Linked DNA regions of Mus musculus: all the other regions are linked to region 2. Evidence: chromatin contacts called from public HiChIP or PLAC-seq data. All regions are on one chromosome and are shown on one strand. Each heading gives the region's core, a stretch centred on a gene start, on an enhancer-like site or on the middle of the called end of the contact. The rest is flanking DNA. Distances are from core to core; before and after follow the strand shown. Region 1 overlaps 1700025M24Rik (RIKEN cDNA 1700025M24 gene). Region 2 overlaps Tec (tec protein tyrosine kinase). Region 3 overlaps Fryl (FRY like transcription coactivator).

Region 1 (3,707 bases), core at 229-2,728, 420 kb after region 2:
CAGTCAAACGAGATGTGATGACGGCTCTGTCCCTAAAAGACCAAAGTTACTGTGTATAAAAAGAAGTCTCACAATCGAAGTTTGTTAAACGTGTTGAATTCCCCGATTTAAAAAAGCAAGTATAAAAATAACCGTGTGTGCGTATTATTTTCTTCTGCACAGTTGCCATCAGAATTCCCAGCATCGCTGTCAAACACGTAGTAACATTCTCGTTTTGTCCGAATATAGTTTAAAAAATACAAAGCAGCCAGTAGAGATGAAATTAGCAACAGCTTCGAAAAACAAAACACAAAGGAGAGAAAACATACAGGCTACAAGGTGATTAGCCAACAGGGCACTGGGCTGGATAAACATTAGGAGGAGGAGGGTTCAAAGAACTGAAACTTGTCTCAACAAGCTTAGTGCTATACCGAGACACTAAGGGCTCTGCGCCTCCCCAACCTTTTAACACATGTTTATAACGCAGAACGGCATCAGGAACAACGGCTGTTTTACTTCACCCTTGCTGGCTCAAGGTGTGACCCATCTGACTGAAGTTTAGAATGCCCAGATCTTTCCACTTGAAAACTGACCAGCTCCTGGAGTCTTGTCCCAACACAAGGTTCGGGCAGGTGGCAGAAGCAGTCAGTCTCAAAAAAAAAAAGTGCTCTTGTTGTCATGACAGTAATGTCAGGCCATAATGAAGGCTGAATTCAAGGCACAATGGGAAGACAGCTGCAGGACAGGCTTTGATGAAGAGGACTTGAAGGAAAGGTTTCTGCTAAGATGAAAACGCACAGCTCCTGAATGCTCTGCCTTTTCTGTGCCTGTGACCCCACCTAAGCATGTTGTGTGGACTTGTCTCCCTTGAGAAAAGCCTCTCCTTTCTTCATTTTTTTTCCCCTCCTCAAGTCTTTCCCAAGACTGCTGCCAAAACCAACTTCCTCTGTTGCCATTCTAACAATGTCACTCCCTTCTGAAAATTCCCTTTAATGGCCTCTGCTGCTCTTTGTGCTGGAAGCAGCCTTCTTGCCCTGCCTTCAGGGCAAACACAGTTCCTAGCCGGATTTATTTAGGGCTGTCTGTTGCCCATTTTTGCAGATCCACAGGCCATTTCCCTCTCTGTGTACACAGATTGTCTCCCCCCCACCCCCAGCTTCTTCACTTCTTTGTGCTATTGATGGTTCAGTCATAAATATTTTATTCAGTTTTGGTCAATAGGAATTCTTGGTATTTTTAATACCTTTTCTCCTTCATTCCTTCCCACCCCCACACAAATAATAATAATGATAATAATAATAATAGTACACATGTGACTCTGGAGTTGTCTTATTTATATTTTCCCTGAATTGTGGTTATTTTTAAAGAGCTACCCAAATAGCCATCACATTTACACTTTCTGTCTAGTAAAAGCTGAACAATATCAAAACCAAAATACTCCTAAAGAGCAAAAATAATACTGTGGAATTTCCCTAAGGAATGGAAAGCCTTCAGAATGAGTCACAGGAAAAACATCTAGTATTATTATCACGGGCAGCTTCTAGGAAAAGGTCCCCATGCTCTGAACAGCAGCGAAGCAAAGCAATCGAGGGCTCTTTGTTTTGTTTCAGTTCAGTTTGTTCATCTTGCTTTGCTTTTTGGGGCCGGGTCTTACTTTGTAGCATAGACTTTGAGCTCATTTTATTGCCCAGTGCAGGCCTTGAACCTGTGACCCCGTGCCGCTGGGGGGTGCTTGGTTTACTAGTATTTGCCACCACACCCACTTCTCTCTCTAGTTCCCCTTTTACATTTTGTTGTTAACATAAAGATGCAATAGATCTCACCATAGTCTTTTCATTTATATGTGCCCTCATACTCCATTCTTATTTGTTCTCCTCCCCCCCTTGCCCACCTGCCCCCTCTTTCTTCTCACTTTCCTTCCCCCCAAGTAACCCCCTTTTCTCTCATGGTCCCTCCAACACCCCACTTTAAGAGCAAGCTCGGTTATTTGCAAATTTTGTGATTTTTTTCTCGTTCTTTAATCTCCTTAAACATGATCTTGTTTGGAAAGAGGCAACAACCGGTAGCATTCATAAAGATGAAAGTGCAAGCTGCATACAGGACATTGTCATTTCTTGTTTAAAATGTCCTGTTGGTCTGAGTGCATTCTCAGCCTTTCCCCTGTTCCATACGCGGTAGTTTTGATTGAGGAATTAGAAATGTCTCTCATAGGTTCGGTCGCTTGAACACTTGGTCCCCATTTGGCAGTGCTATTTGGGGATGTGGTACGGCCTTGCTGGAAGAAGTATGCCACTGGGAACGTGTTGGCTTTGAGAGTTCATAGCCTCACCCGACTTCTAGCTTGCTCTTTCTGTTTCATGTTTAAAGTTAAGGATGTGACCCCCTAGCTTCATGCTTGGCTACCTGTACCTATGCTTCCTGACACTTACAGACTCCCCCTCTGGAGCCATAAGCCAAACGAACTCTTCCATAAATTGCTTTTGGCTACTGTGTTATTCAGGGTTCTGTAGAGGAAAAGAACTCATAGACTCTACATAAGTATTAAGAAGGTTTATCAAAGTGGCTTACAGGATATGGTCTGGCTAATCCAAAAGTGGCTGTCGACTAACAGAAAGGCCAAAAATCCAGTAGATACCAGTTCCTGAAACTTGTTGTCTCAGCTAGTCTTCAGTCTGTGTTGAGACCCAAAGGACAGAGGTTCTAGTCCCAGTTAAGGGATTCCCCAGTGGCAGCAGAGATGAGCTTGCCCTCCAAAGTATGCACAAGCTAGCAGGTATCCTTTTCTGTGGGCTGCCACCAGAAGGTCTGGCCCAGATTGGGGGCGGGTCTTCGACCTCAAATGATCCAATCAAAAATAATCCCTCCCAGCTGCTAAGGTTTTATTTGATGGAAGATGTGGTCAGTTGACAAATTAACCAATCACCGTCGCCATTTTCACCACAGCAGCAGAAAAGTAACTAACTGCGCCACGTGCTAAAATCGTTTGTTAATTGTGTGGGGTGTGTGGGGTGCGTGAGCCATGGTATATTCATGAAAGTCAGGGAACCACTCTTCACGAGTCTCTTTTCACCTTGCGTTAAGGGACGGTCTCCTGTTTCCGCTACTGAGCCGCGTAGTCCGGGCCAGCAGGCCTACAGGCTTCAGGTGATTCTTCTGGCTCCACCTCCCATTTCATTACAGGAGTTCTAGGATCACAAATCACACTCTGTATGTGGGGTCTAGGGATTGGACCCAGGTCATCAGGCTTACATGACAAGCATTTTACCCACTGAGCCCTCTCTGGCTCTCATGCATTCTATCTGGTGACAAATCTGGTAGTGTAGGTACACAGTGCCCTTTTCAATGTGAAATGGCTAAGACACTCAGAGATCTTGAACATTGTGGTGGTTTGAATAGGTTTGACTCCCAGAGATTCATGTGTTTGAATCCTTGGCCCATAGGGAATGTCACGTTTAGGAAGTGTGGCTTTCTTAAAGGAAGTGTGTCACTGTGGGGGTGGGCTTTGAGGTCTCCTATGCTCAAGCTCTGCCACTGTAGAGTCTAGTCCCCTCCTGGCTGCCTTCCAATTAAGGTGTAGAACTCTTGGCTACTCCAGCATCTTGCCTGCCTGCCTGCCTGCCTGCCTGCCTGCTGTTTGCTTCCAGCCACAATGGTAATAATGGACTAAACCTCTGTAAGCCAGCTCCAATTAAATGTTCTCCTTTAGAAGAGTTGCCTTGGTCATGGTG
Region 2 (3,509 bases), core at 664-3,163:
TACTGATTAATAAAGATCCTATACTATACTGATTAATAAAGATCTTATACTATACTGATTAATGGAGAACTTATACTATACTGATTAAACTGTCACTGTCCACAGGCCCTCACTTAACATGTTAAATGGGTGTTTCCCCCCACCCCCCATTTTTAAGCATTTCAGGTTGTCCCTTCTCACTAAGAATGCAATGAGCATGGAACTTAGAACCAGTTGGGTTAGGTTCTGGCTTTTCTCCCGCAACCTGCTGGGTAACCGTAGGCGAGTCACCAGCTTCCCAGACCTGAAAGTTCCCTTGCCATGCGCTCTGGCCATGCAGAGCAGGAGGGGCAGGAAATACTCTGTGAAGAGGTGGAGAGACTGATGAAGACCAGAGGGATGAGGCCAGAGGGATGGGCCGATAGATAATCAATCACTCCACATCACTCCACTCCAGAGTACAAGTGGGAAGGTTTAAACAACTGGCACACAGGCTTTGCCATGTCAGGCTTCTCGCCACAGTAGGACATGTCAGATGATCACACACACTTAGGCCTGAGCTGACTCTCATAAGAGGAGGGGCATGGAGTGCCAGTGTTCTCTACTGCAGGGCACAGGGCCAGCATGCTATACCCACTCCATGACAGTGTGCACTTCCTACATGTGTGCTGGATAGGGGAATGAATGAGCACATAAACATATTAGGTAAAACCTGACTTAAACATCAAGCCTGCTTCCTGTGTGCATTTCTGGGAGGGTTTAATATGTGAACATGCTCTATGAATCACACCAGCCACAGGGTTTCCCAACTTTATTTGGTCACAAAACTCATTGTATTTCCCTTGAACCTTATTAACATCTCTCAGGGTTGTAGCATTCTATAAAACATGCTTTGAGAAACATCACAAGCTTATATAGTGTAGGCCATTTTTACCCTCATGAAGGAAGTTATCTTACTTTTAATGCACAAGGTAATTAAAGGGCTAAGAACTTTGATTCCTAGCAAGTACACAGATGCTGTCTCCTGGCAGCCCAGAACACCTGTAAGTCTCTCATCACCGGGCAGGACCTCACTCTCACCAAGCTCCTAAGAAGCAAGATCCCAGCCTCAATCCTCCACCCTGCTCCCAGCTCCCTCGTAGCCAAGCAAGTTCTTCAAACTTATTCACTATCTTTCTCTACACCCTGAGTCTTAGCAAGAATGTCTTAAATCTGCTTCCTTCGCTAGTCCTCCTTTATAAAATCTCCAACCAAGTTCTCATCTTGTCTTCACAACAAAAATCTCACTCTTTCTCCTGTCTGACTCATCCCTTAATTGTAAATAAATACAACCACGCCTCATCAAACTGGGCTCTCTCTTCCTCTCCTACCATTAGTATCCCAGCAAGACTTTTTCTATCTCCAGACTTCTGCCCAAGCAGTTAGCTCTGCCTGGACAGCCCTTCCACTCTTGACCTACCTACAGCAATCCTTTCACTTCTGAAGGTCTTGATTACAGGATATCTCTTAAGAAATCCCCCCTTTTCCCACAACTAATCACTTCCATTACAGACCCCCACAGACCCCCTACTGCAAGTATAAAGTTAACTGTACACACGAAAACAGGGATCAGGGTTGGGAGAGAACAGAAGCCATCAAATCAGGGAGAATGACTAACAACAGGCTGGTAGGAGGAGGGTGTGTGTAACAATGGCTTGAACTCTAAAGGAGAAGGGCAGAAAGGGGTGCCCTGTGAACCTCCCAGAGAGCTGTGGAGAAGGGAGTGTTCGGGCTCTGTGTGGGAGAGTTGATTCACAATGGAACAATGCACTAGCTCTTGGAGGGCTGCCTAAAGTGTGGGAAGGAAGCCAGCGGGAAGGATGGAGGACAGAATCACAGCAGGAGTGTGAGATCACAGGCAAACAGCAGACCAGAAAGGCTGGAAGTCAGGGCGAGTGGGGCTGAGAACCAGGCTCTGACTCAAGCTGGCTGGGAGCCCAGAGAGTGTCTGGGGCCAGATGGATTCCATGCTCAGGAGTCTTTGATCAGCATTCAAAGAATGGGATGGTGGTCACATTGGTAATTCCCCAGTGTCTATGAAGAAGAGAGTTCTCTAATATTCTACTCATGGTTCAACATTCACCCTACCCATATCCACGTGTGTGGGCTGCCCCTTAGGAAATAGGGTGGGGGGGCTAGGGGATGGTTGGGTGTGGTATCTCCTTTCACTAGGGAAAGGAGTAACAACCCACAAGGAAAGGATACAGCGTGATGGGACCCAAAGTCTGCAGGGATCAAAAACATCTGGGTTCCAAGTAGATAGCAAGATCCCAGAATGCCTGCTCTCACCCAGCGACAGAACATGGCAGTAGGGAAGCCAAGGCTGCACCACAACGGAAGCACCTGTCCCACGTAAGTCTAAGTCCTGGACACAGGGAACACAGCTGAATGCAGAGCTTCAAAGGCGGCTGTCTCTATTCTCCCCGCAGCTCATGGCCTCTCCCCCACCATGTGACGATTCACTCTCCTAAGTCAGAGAAAACCTCCTTCCTTAAAGGGAGCCTGGGAGCCAGCCTGGGTCAAGTACCAGCTCCTGAGCCAATCACAAGGTCTGATGGAAGGACTCCATAGATTGACCAGAGCTAAGTCACATGACCACCAGGGTTCTATGTATCCTACCCAAACCACATGAACCCCAGCTCCCCAGAGAAAAGAAGTCTAGGTCGACAAACAGTTAAGTCTACTATGGTGTGGCTCCTGTTCCTAAAGACCCTGGGACCATAGGCAGAAGTCCAACCCCAGTAATGGCAACACAGAAGAGCTTTGAAGTCAGGGGCAGGCTATAAAGATCCTCTGGGCCTCATTAGCTGTATAGCCTTGGGTAAAATACTTCATTTCTCAGTGCCTCAGTTTTCTTATAAAAAAAAATGGGGTATAATGCCTGCCTCCTGGAGATGTTTACAAAGACACGCATAGACAGCTCCGAACGATGCCTGCTACAAGCGATCAAGAGCCCGCCCCTATTTATTAGAAGCAACCATAATGACAATGAGTGTCATGAGAAGACCTGTACCACATGAAGGGTGAGCGGGGGACTCCGTGAAGGAAAGCCATGTCAGCATTTACATCGGTCAGTCTAGGGTCAAAGGTCATTAGAGCAACTCAGGACACAAGCCAGAGGTCCAGTTGAGGCCAGGTCTCAATGCCAATCAAGAAATGGGTTAAGCACCTGGGAATGCAATCACAAGGAAGACACATAGGGCTCCAAAGTACAACGGTGTGAAGAGTAGTGAGCCTCTAGGCACACTTTCTACAGGTGGAGAGTTTGGCTAAAATCGCTTCCATATGTCCAGCCACTGGCAGAGAGAATGAGACCCTGTTAAGCATTAAAAAAAAAGTGATGATGATGAAGAAAAAGAAGGAGGAGGAGACGGAGAAGGAGGAGGAGAAGGAGAAGAATAAGAAAAGGAGAGAAGAAGAAGAAGAAGGAAGGAAGGAAGGAAGAGGAAGAGGAGGAGGAGAGGAAGGGGAGGAGGAGGAAGGAGGAGGAG
Region 3 (4,017 bases), core at 669-3,168, 380 kb after region 2:
TGTATGTATTATGTATGTATTGGGGGGTCAAGTCATATGCTTGCCATGGCCTTGCTGTGGTGTAGTGTAGTAGTCAGAGAGGAACTTTCTCTCCTTCCACTATTTAGGTTCGGAGCATCCAACTCAAATCCTGGGGCTTGACAGCAAGTGCCCTTAGCATCTGAGTCACCTCCCTGGCCCTAAATCATGAATTTCTACAAAAGTACTTTAAGGTAAGAATAAGGGAAGGGGAGGAAGGAGGAAGAAAGAGAGGGGGGAGGCAAGGAAAGGAGGAAGCTCCCCACTCTGGCAGAGCAGCTCTTATCTTCTAGGGTCTGAGAGCCTCCTGCTAAGTTCACACCTCTAAGGGGAGCACTGGTAGAAAACAGCCCACACTCAACTACTACTCCCTCCACCGTTTGTTAAGCTAAATATAGACTGCAATCTTTAAGGGACTCTGTGTGTCCCCGAGAGAAAGGAAAGAAGTGATACAAAGCTCCATCAGAGCCGAGCAATGACAGAGCTGGGCGGTTCACCAGCACCAGGGAGTGTGTGCAAGCAGCGGTCACTCACGGTAAAGAGAGAAAGAAAGACCAGCCAGGGGCTAACTCCAAGACAAGTGGCCCCTGGTGAGATTCTGACCAAAGGTGTGAAGGTGAAAACATCTGCTTTCTAAGACAGCTGTTCCTGGGGAGTGGGGTGGGGAGTGATTGGAATGGTGATTAAAAACACAAATGAGGGAGCTGGAGAGACTGCTACATAAAACAGCTGGGCACCATGGCTCTAATTCCGCTCCAATCCTAGTTCTGGGGGATGGGGGGGGAGGGGCGCGAGGCAGAGACAGGTCCGAGCTCACTGGCTCTAGCCTAGGCAAATCGGTGAGCGGTGGCTTCTGTGAGAGACCCTGTCTCAAAAAATGAGATTGAGAGCAACTGGGAAAGACATCCAATATTGGCTTCTGGCCTCCACATCATAGTATACACGAGTGCGTTTGCACGCATATGTGCATAATACACACACACCCAAGATAAAAGCTTAGGAAAGGGTTTGTAAATGTTACTACAGGTGAAATAGGAGCTGAGTCTTGGTCAAATGACATTTGTTTCAGTGTTGCCATTTTCTGGGAGATGGCCTGGGGGAGTGCTTCATTTCATTGACATAGTGAATACTGACATGATTGGATTGCGCTGGCCTGTGTATAACAAGCTAAGGCCAGCTAGGCGTCCCAAGATGGTCTACTGTAGGGAACAACTGAGATTATCCATCTGCATGGCCTGTCATAAAGACAATACTTTAGATGGAAAGGAAGTCCTGGGGCCCCAAGGATAAAGAACATGAACTGTGAAAGAAAGCTGAGGGCAGGTCAGTGACGGTCAGAGGCAAACCTTGACTGTGGTATCCTGAAGCCAAGTATTTCCAGCTAATATGGCTAGTGTGTGTCAATTTGACGGGACCTGAAATCACCTAGGAGACCAGTCAGTAGGCACACCTGGAAGTGTCTGGTTAGGTTAGTCTCTGACTGACTGTGGCAGCTTATCTGACACGGGAGGCAATCCAAATGTAAACAGTGCATCTAACAGATAGCTTACAGAAAGGGATGAAGCTGGTCTATGGTTGAAGCTTCTTCCTGGAGGGGTGAGGGCCCAAAGGCATCCTCCGGGCCATTACGGCTTCCAACTTTCTTCTATTTTAAACTAGCTCTGAATAAGTATCTGTGTGGTGGCTGATTTTATGTGTCAAGTCTGGCTAGGCGTGGTGCCAAGGTGACGGGACACATTTTTAATATGAGATTAATATTTAAGTTAGTTGACGAAGGAAAACAAACTGCACTCCAGGCCAGGCGCAGTGGTTTATACGTGAGTAATTCTCATTACTCAGAAGGCTGGCTCGAGAGAGCGCTGGCAGCTTAAGGCCAGCCTAGACAAGAGACAGGGCCCTCATCTCAAAACAAAGCAACCAACAAAACCCAACAGCCTCCAAACTGTGGGCGAGCGTCATCCTGTCAGGTGAATATACCTGACTGGAAAAAAAGCACCGGTCTTTCCAGGAGACTGGTAAACTTGGCCAGCAGACCAACGCAACTCTTTTCTGAGTCTCCAGCCTGCCAGCCTACTCTGCCGACTTCAGACCTGCCAAGTCTGCCAAGTCTCTACAACCATGGTGCCAACTCTTTAAGATGTAAGATCTCTCATGTCTGTCTGGCCTTACACACACACACACACACTCACACACACACACACACACACACACAGAGTTCACAGTTCAGTTGCTCTGTCGAACTCTAATATAATCCAAATTAGCATCTGACTAGATGATAAGTGTACTAAGAATATGAAGAAACCGGAGGGAGACTCAAGCTATAGAAACACAACACAGGAGAGACATTGGTAGGAGAGATGAGTGCTAATGAGTAAGAAATTCCTTTTAGGGGTGATAAGAATGCTCTAAAATGTTTTCAGATGGAGGGGTAACATTACACAATGCTGTAAACAGGCCTAACCCTATTCTGTGACATGCTCTTTGAAGTTGTTAGCTACTTTTGTGTGTATGAGAGTTCCCCTGCATATGCACAGCATCTGTGCGGTGCCCAAGGGAGGTGAGATGAGGGCGTGAGACCCACCAGAACTGGAGTTACAAAGGGTTGAGATGCCATCTGGGTGCTGGTGAATGGTATTAACTGCTCAGCCATCTCCACAGCCCTGGATGACATACTTTTAAAGGGTGGATGTTATGGGACGTGAATTATACCTCAATAAAGTTGTTGTATACAATGAAGGAGAGGAGGGAGGGAGGGTAGGAGGGAGGAAGGAAGACAGGCCTGTGAAACTAAGAAGCATCATAAATCACAGTGCAAAATGCCAGCCCCTTCATAAGTTAATTACTGTTTACGTGTTCAAAGGCATTAAGTTATATAGAGAGCCTCAAAGAATCTTAGAGAATAGAATAACAAAGAAAGCCAACAAATTAGTTACATGTGCCTGATTTTAAAAAAGGGGGAAAAAATCAAAGGCTGTAGAGCAAAGCTGTGACATCCGAGAGATGAGCTGCAAAAGGCAAGCCAAGCAGGGATGTGAGCAACTGGATCCCAACATGCAGAAGATGACATGGGCAGAAGATGACGCAGGGAGAAGATGATGCAAGCAGATGATGCGGGAAAGCCATCGGAAGAAGCCAGAAAGCCAAGAGGGGATACACAGGCTCCCCCTCCCAAAAACACATGAATAAATAAAAATATCACAAACGCACACACACTACGTTAAGGGCACTTAACAGTGAAAACACACAAGTGCTTGCACACCCAGACACACTACACACTGCATTAAGAATACGTATCTATGTGTCTTTACCTAAAAGTGAAACAAGCTACCGGACTTAAAACCTTTGACTTGCAATAATGACCAAATTCAAACTCCATCCCACAGTGAGTCTAATTACAGGGATCGTTTCAAATAACGAAAGCTTCTCACTCCACTTACCACAATGTTGCTATTTGCAGATGACGGAGATATTAATGTGCTATGAAATCGCCAGTAGCTCCCACCTACACAGTAAGAAATGACGTGACAGACAAGACAAAGAAAGGGTTGTGTGGTGTGTTGGTGGCATAGTGGTGAACATAGTTGCATTCCCAGAAGTACTTTTAAACAAGAACACATTATAAACAGTGCGCACAAACACAGATACACTCTCAGTACACATGCATATACTTTAGAAAGCAGAGGCAGCAGCAGCTTACAGAGAAACAGGAAGCATGATGAGACGTCCCATGTGGCAACACCATATTGAGCCTTGGTGGGAAATGGTGAGAACTGAGATCAGATTCTCCTAGAACCAAATCATAAGGAGATTGGAATGTGTTGTGTTCGGGGATTGGGACCAACGGTGTCAGACAGCAAGACTGGTCATCAAGTTTTAGAAAGCCACACTGAGGTGCCAGATACCAGAGGAAGGGACAACTGGAAGACAGAAGATGTTCTGGGTGTCCTGAGTGGTGAGGGAATGACGAAGAAGGGCACAGACTGAGAACCAGGGATGACA

What was found. HiChIP or PLAC-seq counts read pairs in DNA pulled down with a chosen protein or histone mark.
Region 1: a contact with region 2 is called in a FOXA1 HiChIP or PLAC-seq map of pancreatic cancer cells. The contact joins two enhancer-like sites. A contact is called at or near these places in 1 of 39 promoter capture datasets (pre-B cells), 1 of 484 Hi-C or Micro-C datasets (B cells), 1 of 115 datasets of contacts at active chromatin or transcription factors (pancreatic cancer cells) and 1 of 9 other capture datasets (adipose tissue).
Region 3: a contact with region 2 is called in an HNF4G HiChIP or PLAC-seq map of pancreatic cancer cells. The contact joins two enhancer-like sites. A contact is called at or near these places in 2 of 115 datasets of contacts at active chromatin or transcription factors (memory CD8 T cells and pancreatic cancer cells).

What each region holds. Positions count from the first base shown.
Region 1 is chr5:73,279,008-73,282,714 of GRCm38.p6, forward strand. The region is part of intron 1 of 1700025M24Rik (RIKEN cDNA 1700025M24 gene); the gene reads right to left. Among named protein-coding and RNA genes, the nearest start is that of 1700025M24Rik, 3.3 kb to the right of the region's middle. Within about 2 kb of position 1,479, at least 61 of the 459 cell types and tissues checked have an H3K27ac peak or open chromatin away from gene starts, as enhancers often do. A contact at or near this core is called in pancreatic cancer cells, where this site is marked.
Region 2 is chr5:72,854,073-72,857,581 of GRCm38.p6, forward strand. The region is part of intron 1 of Tec (tec protein tyrosine kinase); the gene reads right to left. Among named protein-coding and RNA genes, the nearest start is that of Tec, 13 kb to the right of the region's middle. Within about 2 kb of position 1,914, at least 157 of the 459 cell types and tissues checked have an H3K27ac peak or open chromatin away from gene starts, as enhancers often do. A contact at or near this core is called in pancreatic cancer cells, where this site is marked.
Region 3 is chr5:73,231,678-73,235,694 of GRCm38.p6, forward strand. The region is part of intron 1 of Fryl (FRY like transcription coactivator); the gene reads right to left. Among named protein-coding and RNA genes, the nearest start is that of Fryl, 23 kb to the right of the region's middle. Within about 2 kb of position 1,919, at least 51 of the 459 cell types and tissues checked have an H3K27ac peak or open chromatin away from gene starts, as enhancers often do. A contact at or near this core is called in pancreatic cancer cells, where this site is marked.